2 separate regions of the Mus musculus genome follow, and region 1 is linked to region 2. Evidence: chromatin contacts called from public promoter capture Hi-C data. All regions are on one chromosome and are shown on one strand. Each heading gives the region's core, a stretch centred on a gene start, on an enhancer-like site or on the middle of the called end of the contact. The rest is flanking DNA. Distances are from core to core; before and after follow the strand shown.

Region 1 (5,052 bases), core at 1,702-4,201, 230 kb before region 2:
GGTAGAACAAGGAATCAAACCTAAATAGCTATCATACAATATTATGTTTTAATCTAATGTAATCTGTTGTTAAAAGATAAATGTAGAAAACTGAATTTATACCACGGAAAGTGAGAAAGTTGAGAAGCAACTTGGATTCAAAGGGCTGGTATAGTATGGAACCTTTTCCAATGTCTTTGAAGAGAAGAACAAGATAGAGGTTAGGGATGTGGACGTAGCAGAACTGGTAAGAGTACTTGCCTAGCATACATGGAATTTCTGCCCACCACCAAAAACCAGGCATGCTGTCACGGGCCTGTAATCCCAGCACGAGGGTGGCAGAAACAAAATCCAGAAATTTAAGGCCATCCTCAGCTACATTTGAGGCCAGCCTGGGCTACAAAGAGACCTTGCCTCAGGAAGAGAAATTGTTTAAAAAAAAAAGTTTAATTTTGAAGGGATTAACAATCAGAAAACAAGTGCCATTGTCTGTCAGAGGCCTCATATAAAATGGTTTAGAAAAAAGCTATCCTGTCTCAACTATCCAAATTCCCTCCTCCTTATTTCATGTCTGACAACAAGTCTCAAAGACTCAAGCTGGCAGAGCAAACAAGCACTTTAGGGTGATGACAGGAAAAAAAATTAGTCCTAGAAAAACCATAAAAAGGAGATTTACAGCTGAGGAGTATAGTTCCAGCTGCAGCTTACAGACTGGGTGGTAAAGAGGGGCATCTTGGTACCTGGGTCCCAGAGAGAGAAGTCAAACAAAATGAAAACATGTAGATCTTCTAAGCTGTTCACACTGCTGAGGAGTGACTACAATGAGACAGAAGAGGGCTCAGTAGGAGTTAGAAGAACTTCTGACCAATATATGAACAACTGGAAAGATGGAACAAAGGGCTATTAAAAGAAGAGAAAGGAGAGAGAGGAGAGGGAGAGGGAGAGGGAGAGGAGAGGAGAGGGAGAGGGAGAGGGAGAGGGAGAGGAGAAAGAAAAGAAGACCCCTACACATTTGAAAAGCACCATCATAACTCATTTGGGAAAATCTAAGTGCAGTGGTCCACACCTTTAATCTCACCAACAGACACATGCAAGTGGATCTGAGTTTGAGGCAGGCCAGGGAAACAAAATCAGACCTTGTTGTTTTGTTTTGAAAGAGTTGGATAAGACGGGCGTGGTGGCGCACGCCTTTAATCCCAGCACTGGGGAGGCAGAGGCAGGTGGATTTCTGAGTTAAAGACCAGCCTGGTCTACAAAGTGAGTTCCAGGACAGCCAGGGCTACACAGAGAAACCCTGTCTTGAAAATCAAAAAAAAAAGAAAGAGATAAAGAAAATAAGCAAAGACAATGATTATTCCTTAAAAGAGGCTCTAAAGAGATGGATTAGTCCGTAGATGCCTACTGCTCAACTACAGAAAGAACCTGAGTGTAGACTCCTGGCTTCTACATAAAAAGCCAGGTCCAGTAGCATTTGTCTGTTAACTCCAGATCTGGGAGTAAGAGACAGGTGGATCAGTGGAAATTATTAGCTAGCCACTTTAGCTAATCAATGAGCTCCAGACTCTAACTCAATAAATAAATGGTACTCAAGAAGAAATCTGATGTGTCCTCCAGCCTTAACATGCTACCCACACACACACCTCCCTTGGCCAGGCGCAGCAGTCATTACATTACTTTAATAATCCTAGTACTTGGGAGGCTGATGCTGAAAAATGCAGTGAAGTCAAAACCAGCCCTGTTTATAGATGAAACACTGTCTCAAAATGAGGGGTTGGGGAGTACACAGAGAATCCTAGCTTGAGTTGAGTATGTTTCTGCAAGGTTATGGAGGACAAAGAGATAAAGATTACACGGAATCCCAGCACTCAGGAGGCAGAGGCAAGTGTGTCTATGAGTTCAAGGCCAGCTTGGTCTACATAAGGAGTTCCAAGACAGCCAGGGCTACATAGAGAAACCCTGTCTCAGAACAAGCAAAAAAGACCACATTAAGGGACCCCACAGCTAAATTCTATTATTAGTATCTACTTTGTTCCATCAATATTTAGTTATGGACAGCCATCCTAGGATATAAATTCTTCTGAATCTATACACGGTCTCCTGAAACAAAACAGCAATTTTCTATGGTTGTTTTCAGATGAAGACACTATAGAGAGGAAGTTATAGTCTTATGTAAAAAAGGGGGTTAGGGGGCTCACAGACTGATGGGAAGAAAGTCACTCCAATTAAACATTTGGCTGAGGTGACAAAACTTTAATGAACTTTTTCTATTAAGTTTTTCCAAAGTCTCAGAGGAGACAAATTTCACAATAAGTGGGCAAGCTTTCATCTATTCTCCATAGAAGTTTTCCTAAAGTGTCTAAACTTAGGTTTTCACCTTTCTTATGAGTCAGAGAATATGTAGCAGCTGGCCGGCCTTGAAACTGCCTGTGTCCCATGAGTGCAGTGATTACAGCTGTGCCCTGGCTGTCATGGAACTCACTCTGTAGATCAGGCTAACCTTGAACTCGGAGATCTGCCTGCCTTGCCTCCCTAGTGGTTGTAATAAAGGTTCTACCAGTGCACTACCAATGTCCAGCTCCAAGTTTTCAAATCAGGGAACTTTCATGATGAGATCTCCCAGAGGAAGCATTTATTAACACTAAAACATAGATTGAAACGAGAAAGCCAAGGCAGTTGTGGTGGTGCTTGTCTGTAATCACAGCTCTAAGAAGGCTAAGAAGGCTGATTAGACTCAAGGTCTCCTGGCCTATACAGCGTGTCCCAAGACAGGCTACGGTGAAACCTCTTTCTCTCAAACAAAACAAAACAAAACAAAACAAAAAACTGTGGAGAGAAAAATAAAAGGAAAGTATGTGGGAAAGAACTTATATTAACACATCAAAAAGGCCAAGTGGCATATTTCATATCTACACAGAGAACAAGCAATCTGCTCAGACAGCCAAACCTTTCCTAAGGAGGTGACTCAGTATGGAAATTGAACCTTATCCAAAACTGTTATGCCACCACTCTAACTGTAAGAGTTGAGGACACACTAGCACAGAACTTGACTACAAAGTGGAAGCAAGGTTGGGACTACTGTGCTGTATAAGCCCTGTGCTTGATCCCCAGTACTGAGATGGACACACACACACACACACACACACACACACACACACACACACACAGCATCTTGTTCCACTTCTGTCCCAACAATGCCTAACATCTCTGATACCCAGCCATGCCTTGGATTTCTATCCTTCGACCTGAGGAGTGGCCAGCCCATTTACCTTCTTGAGCTAGGTCCCACACAGTGACTTCTGCTACAAAAGATAGGGCCATGTTCTGCTTTATATAGTTAGGCTTCATTCAAAGTAGAAGGCAGTCAGTCATTAGCCCCACATTTTATCCTTTACATTTCCTAAAATCTCCAAGGCTTTTCTCCTTCAGAATGGGCTGTTTCAACCCAAGCAAAGACTTGGGGTGACTTGGCCTCATTTATGAAGGATAAAATAAAAGCATATCTGTGAGTATGAAGAAGATAATAAATAGGCTTAGATGGTAGACCCAATCCTCTTCTTTTTTTTTTTTTTTTTTTTTTTTGGTTTTTCAAGACAGGGTTTCTCTGTGTAGCCCTGGCTGTCCTGGCACTAACTTTGTAGACCAGGCTGGCCTCGAACTCAGAAATCCGCCTGCCTCTGCCTCCCGAGTGCTGGGATTAAAGGCGCAATCCTCTTCTTTATCTTCTTTTTCTACATGATATAGGCATTACAGTTAGTCCCCTTAATATTTGCCATTGACACTCCCTCTATGTGGTCTAATCAGTCTCTAGAAACTTAAAAGGAACACCTAATAAAACACATTTTCTTTTCTTCCTTTTTTATTAATAAGCAAAAATAATTAAAAACAAAAACCACAACAATCTTAAACGCAGAAGAGCAGTTAAATAAAACTGCTACTGAATTCAAGGATGTACCAAACGTACATGCTTCCTCACTGTGAGGCACATGACTGTGTATGTAGATAGGTAGGTAGGTAGGGGTGTGTATGTATATATAAAACCAAGAAAAATTTGAGAAATGGAAAACACTATGGTGCAGAAAGCACGAACTTTTCATTATGCAATTCCAAAACGCTCTGCTCTTTTTCTTTTCTTTGCCTGTAACAAAAAGCAAGAAAAAAAAATTAGATTGCAAGATAATAGCAGATTCGGGCATCTTTTAAACCAAACTCACATTAACTGTCAAAAGGCCCAAGAAGAGATAACCCCTGTCTTCAAGACAGAGACTTTATTCCAGAATCCCTCAAGTTATCTGGTCAGAACTGGGGAGGCTTAGTGAAAAAGGTGAGAGACAAGGGAGCCACAGCCACCCACACATATATATAAAGTTAAACACACACAATATACATAAGGTTAAATACACTCACACATATACATAAGGTTAAGCACACTCACACATACATAAGGTTAAGCACACTCACACATATAGCATGAAGTTAAACACACAAAGGGTGAGGGGGAAAGCATGTTAAGGGAGTGAAGAAAGGGTGAAGAAAAGTGTAGCAGAAAAATGTAGAGTTCTTTACAATCAGTAGGAAGATGGGAGATTTCAGAGGACAAAGAGTTAAACAATACCATCCACAGAGAGACTAACACTTCAATGCCAAGAGAATAAGTTGGAAGAGGAAGGGTGTGGATCTCTCTCTTTCCTCTCATTAAGACTTCTCCCTCATGTCTGAATTCCCTCAGGTATTCATTTATTATTTAGCAGCTCCCATGTAGTGCTATATATGCCTCTAAACACAACTGATACTCTAATTACTTTTAGATACCTACTCAATTGCCATGGTCACATGGGAACACCACTAGTAGGTGATTACAATGAGGCTCAGAAGTTATGTATTATGAAAGGATCTCTTAAAGAAGGGAGTATTGGGCCAGGCAGTGGTGGTGCACGCCATTAATCCCAGCACTTGGGAGGCAGAGACAGGTGGATTTCTGAGTTCGAGGCCAGCCTGGTCTACAGAGTGAGTTCCAGGACAGCCAAGGCTATAGAGAAACCCTGTCTTAAAAAACAAAAGCAAAAACAAACAAAC
Region 2 (5,116 bases), core at 1,193-3,692:
GACAGCTACAGTGTACTTAGGTATAATAAATAATTTTTTTTAAAAAATTAAAAAGTAGAAATGTTGAGTCTTGCAAGGTGGTGCAGAAGCAAGCAGATCTCTATGTATTGTTCAAGGCCAGCCTGATCTACATAAGCAGTTCTAGGCCAGCCTGATCTACATAGGTAGTTCTAGGCCAGCCAAGGATATATCACAAGACCTTGTCTCAAAACAACAACAAAGTACAGTAAAGATTATGATGGCTGTAATCTCAACAGCAAGGAGGTAGAAGCAGGAAGATTATGAATTCAAGGCTGGTTGACACAGAATGTGAAGAGTCTGTCTCAGTAGAGCAAGCCAGAGTGCCATTGTGAAAATGGACTATGAGTTATTTTGTTTACTCTAAAGTGGAGCCAACAAAGGAATTATTGACATGTACAGATGGAGAGGGTAAAATCAGTCAGACACACGTGAGAATCACCCTCATCCTCTGGTAACTCACAGAAAGATACCGACACTGAAGGAACTGGCTCAGGTACAGGTGTGTCGTGTCTGCCACAGAGTGACACAGTTCATACTGGACAGAATGACATAGTTCAGGTGGGCTGTTTTAACTGAAAGAGGCCCTTCTGAGGAACCAGCCAACTCTCCCACCTCCAGTTCAGTCAGGTTTATTCACTGTTGAGCAACAAGAACACCAAGGACCCAGTTGTTAGTGCTGGGTGGTTACTGTCAGATGGATAGAATCCAATCCCTGCCCTAAGGAAGGCAAGCGAGAAGCCATGAAGGCGGCTAGGGAGATGTGCCGTGGGCTCTTCTCAGTCGTGTCTCGGGAGTATGTTGGACGCGAGCAGGCAATATCTGAGGCTTCACTGTGCTATGAAACCAAGCTTAAGCAGGCCTGGCCTGATGCGAAGTGGACCCAGCACAGTCTCCGAATAAGAAACTCAAACCACTCCTGTGTATTTTGAGAACTCCAGATGTCAGCAGCTACCTTCAAAAAGACAAAGTCAGGGCAGCACTGACATTAGGTCTAAAGAATGCCCCCTTCAGGGCCAGACATGGCCAAGAGGGTATATAATAGGGCATGTAAGAACCCATTTTTGACCTCCATCCCTCTCCTGGGCTGATCCGAAAGCAGAGAGTTGTCCCCAGTGTCTGGTTTTTTACTGGCCCTTTCTCAGGTCACCGCCTCCCCCACTGGCCACCTGATAAAGAGAGGAGGCCTCTCGTTCTACTAAGGGATGTTACCATCTCATAGAACCTGATTCTGAAAGCACACGCCCCCCAACTTCCTTTCTAAAAGTACAGATAATTCCCATGGGAAGAAATGGGGGAAACGAGAGTCCACTAATTTACAGCACAGATTTCCACCCTACCCACCACAGACACTGAAAACAGAAACTGAGTTGCTCAAATCAAATGGAGCAGAGCTTATCCTGGTGCCCTGAAACATTTAAGAGAACCTGAGGAGAGAGAGGTGCAAGGATTGGCAGCCCAAAGTTTCATGGCCCCTCCCATCCCAAATTCTTGGAATCAGAAAATGCAGTCTTCCAAAGTAGGTCAGCTCAGCAGTGAACAGTTCCTCTGGAAGGAAAGCGAGCAAGAGCCTTCTCCTGATAGAGGACAGGATTCATCCAGGACTCCTGAAGCCAGAGCCCCAGAGGCACGGGAGAGAGGGAAGACAGGGAGACCCAACCAGGGATTAGAAAAAGCTCAGGGTCCCAGATCTCCACTAGTCAGTGATGGGAAGGGGGATTGTCAGAAGGAGAGGCAGATGGAAAGGAGCCTGAGTTTGCTAGGGGAGGAGCCTTCTGCCACTTCTAGATCCTGGAGGCTGCCCCTGTGTCCCGGGCCCCATGACCTGTGGGGCCTTGGCTTCCCTAGCTGGCAGAGGATTGGGCCTTCCCTGGGACACCCCCTTCCTCCTCCCCACAAGCCTGCGGCTCTCCTCTCTCTCTCTCTCTCTCTCTCTCTCTCTCTCTCTCTCTCTCACACACACACACACACACACACACACACCACACACACATACACTTGCCCCCCTCTCAAGCATTTGTTTTGTAGCTCCTCTTTGTCTGTTGGGCAGGAGGGCAAACACATCTGCCTACCCTCCCTCTGCACCCCCACTCCCTGTGCACCCCCATTCCCACCTCTCCACTGTCTTGGAAAAGGGATGCTGTAGCCTAGCGCGCGCGCGCGCACACACACACACACACACACACACACACACACTGGTACGTTTTCTCCTGCCCCCTCCCCAAGCGCATCCACGCCTCCCTCCCTCCCTCTCTCTCTCTCTCTCTCTCTCTCTCTCTCTCTCTCTCTCTCTCTCTCTCCTGTCTCTCTCTCCCTCTCTCTCCCTCTCTCTCCCTCTCTCTCCCTCTCTCTCCCTCTCTCTCTCTCTCTCTCTCTCTCTCACACACACACACACACACACACACACACACACACACACACATACACACGAGGCTCTCAGCACATACACCCTGGGCTGAGCGGTTCTGCCGGCTGCAGCCGTGGGCCCCTGCTCACCGTGCGGCTGCCACTGCCTGCGAAATGACGGCGGTTCCCCTCACTTCCAGGAATCCACGCTTCCTGGAAGGTGAGTGGCTGGGCTCACCCCTGCCTGCCACCGAGACGCAGACATGCACACACCACCCGCACTCCCTCGCCGTTTCCAAGGCGGCGGCCGCGTTCGCACCCCAGGGTCTCACCGGCAAGGGAAGGATAATGTAAGTTCAGGCAGAAGGCGGCTAGCGGAGGGGGGGTAGGGGGGTGATGGGGCTAGGGAACCAATTCAGTAACAACTCCCAAGCCTGAGGAGAGGGAGAGGACGGGGGCTGTGTGTATAGCGGGGGGGGGGAGGGGGCGTTCCTCCTTACACTTGGGGAGGATGGGAAAGGGTGCTTGGTGTTGCTAAGCGAAGACCGTGACTTGGACAGTGGGAGCTTGTGGTGACATCTTGATTAGGCCTTGGGGACAGAGGTAGAGCAGCCAGGGGTGGAATACCGAAACAGGCCTGGGTGGGAATGGAGAGTAGAAAGACCTGAGATGGGAAGAAGAGCTTTGACGGCAGATGCTTCAGCCTGGAACCGACATGTGAGGGGCCTCAGCCTCCTGCCCACAATAGAGAAGAGCCGGGGGTGGCAGTCTTTCTTTGCTCGTGCACTGACTGGTCCCTGATAGCAGGCTAGCATCCTGCCACCTGGAGCCCATGGTCAAGAAGAGAAAGCTGGAGAAAGATATCCCTTTCAGAGAAGTGCAGCGGCTTGCAGAGCTCCAGGCTATTCCCCAGAGGCAACCACTCAAGGGATCCAGGAGAGGGCCGGTCTCTTTCGGTGTGTGAGACCGCTCAGCTTAGTGGGACTGCTCCCCATCCCTTCCCCGCCTTTCTGCCCTTTCTCCACCTCCTAGTTGCTTTGCTGTGGACCTCACGATTTAGCTTTGCTCCCAGAAGGTTCAGCCAATCTACGATGGCTTTGACCAAGAAAATGTCTCTGATACCTGAGAGCAGCCTTAATTCTTGGCTTTGACAGTCTGAGATTTCTTGGAAGTCCCAGGCATTTGAAATTCCCTCACTGGGGTTTCCGAGGCTGAGAGGGGAAACGAATGAGTTTCCCAAATCTGACTTTGTCCCCGTCAGCCTCAGGCTAGAAGTCTAAGTCTCTGGAGCCTCACAAAGACCCTCTGGCCTTTGACAGAGATTCCTTCTTAGATTTTAGTGCCATGAAAGTAGACTTGAGTGTGTTTTCCCTCTTGCCTTTATCCTAGGGATGACAGCAGCATCAAAGAGCCTCTGGAGTTACTGGTGCGCCTTGAGGCACCTGCCTTTCTCTCCTGTTTCCAGCCCTTCATTGGGAGAGCCACAAAGAATGCTTTTCCCTCAGTGTCCCTGAGCTTCCCTTTAAGAATATTGTCTCCCAGAAAGCTAGCTCCTAGTCGTAGAGACAGCCTCAGCTCCAGGAGACTGGGCCAGATATGGATTTCCAAGAAATTCACTCATTTTAGAATCAGCAGGTCCCTTCTTACTAATACTGGGTGCTTTGTAGTAGGTCAGCACTAACCTTTGAAAAGAACAAGAAACTGGGTGTGGTACATGCACGCAATCCCAGTACTCCAAAGGCTGAGGCAGGAGGATTTTGAGTTTACTTAACCTTTTTTGACCTATCTAGCCTCAGTAAACTCAGTTGAAAGGGCACGTGTTAAAACCGGACCTGAATCTACAAGTCTTAATGGTCCTGAGCCGCTCACATCATGGTTTGTGTCTGGTGCTGTCTTAAGGCAACTTCTTAAGAAAACCGTTGCTCGCCTAAGGAGCCTCAGCAGGGGAAAATCAGATTCAAGCCATAAGGCTTTTTCTATAGCCGGAGAACAGGGTTCCTCGGGCTTCCGAGGGATAGAGTGGGGAACGGGACTTTAGGAGAGGTTGCGATGGGAAATGGTCCCCAAGTCCTGAGTGGTTGTTTTCTTCCCACTGACCAAAGCTGGAGAGGGAGCTCTCAGGAGGGTGTGCTCCGGATTTCTTGCCTCAGGCCCAGGACTCCAACCATTTTATAATGGAATCTTTATTTTGTGAAAGTAAGTATGTGCATAGCTGGGAAAGTGGGTAAAATACTAACCTAGGCGAACTTTAGGGATGAATTTTAGGGTCTCTCTCTCTCTTTCTCTCTCTCTCTTCCATGTTTAGGCCTTTGCGCATATACCCATGCATGTTCATGTTAGCAGATAATATAGACGGCTGTGATGTTTATCCCAGTAGGTATGTTCTCTTTATGTGTATCTATATGTGTGATCTGTGTCTGTGTGTTTATCTACATGTGTTTTGATTTCATTCATTTATATGTACAGGAGGCTGTGGGGAGGGGGGATTTTTGAAGGCACTCATGTTTTCAAGTATGTTATTGGATCTAAAAAAAAATTTTAAAAAGCATTTTTACAAAGCATGTTATCAACAAGTTGAAATTGACAAGCTTAAGATAACTGACATTTAGCTCTTGAGAGAAGTTTGGCTGAATTTAGAAAGCCTAATGAGCCCCCACTGAAGCAGTGACTCCTGACTGGCCAAGCAGTAGCCAAGGACTTGGTATTCAACATGTTTGTGATCCTGCCCCCACCTCAGCCACTACCAGCTTAG

What was found. Promoter capture Hi-C pulls out the DNA fragments that hold promoters and counts their contacts.
Region 1: a contact with region 2 is called in a promoter capture Hi-C map of embryonic stem cells, with 3 times the contacts expected there. The contact joins the enhancer-like site here to the promoter of Ikzf4 in region 2. A contact is called at or near these places in 8 of 39 promoter capture datasets (the C10 cell line, cranial neural crest, embryonic stem cells and 3 more) and 1 of 115 datasets of contacts at active chromatin or transcription factors (effector CD8 T cells).

The regions. Positions count from the first base shown.
Region 1 is chr10:128,876,395-128,881,446 of GRCm38.p6, reverse strand. It overlaps Sarnp (SAP domain containing ribonucleoprotein), which reads right to left. Exons shown (of 11, transcript NM_025364.3): 11 at 3,809-4,114. The coding sequence ends at 4,073. Gdf11 (growth differentiation factor 11) reads left to right here. Exons shown (of 3, transcript NM_010272.2): 3 at 1-923. Among named protein-coding and RNA genes, the nearest start is that of Gdf11, 13 kb to the left of the region's middle. Within about 2 kb of position 2,951, at least 12 of the 459 cell types and tissues checked have an H3K27ac peak or open chromatin away from gene starts, as enhancers often do.
Region 2 is chr10:128,643,319-128,648,434 of GRCm38.p6, reverse strand. Ikzf4 (IKAROS family zinc finger 4) reads left to right here and starts at 2,442. Exons shown (of 8, transcript NM_011772.3): 1 at 2,442-2,714; 2 at 4,467-4,560. The coding sequence starts at 2,628. Gm26876 (predicted gene, 26876) reads right to left here and starts at 2,551. Exons shown (of 2, transcript NR_152728.1): 1 at 2,515-2,551; 2 at 1-973.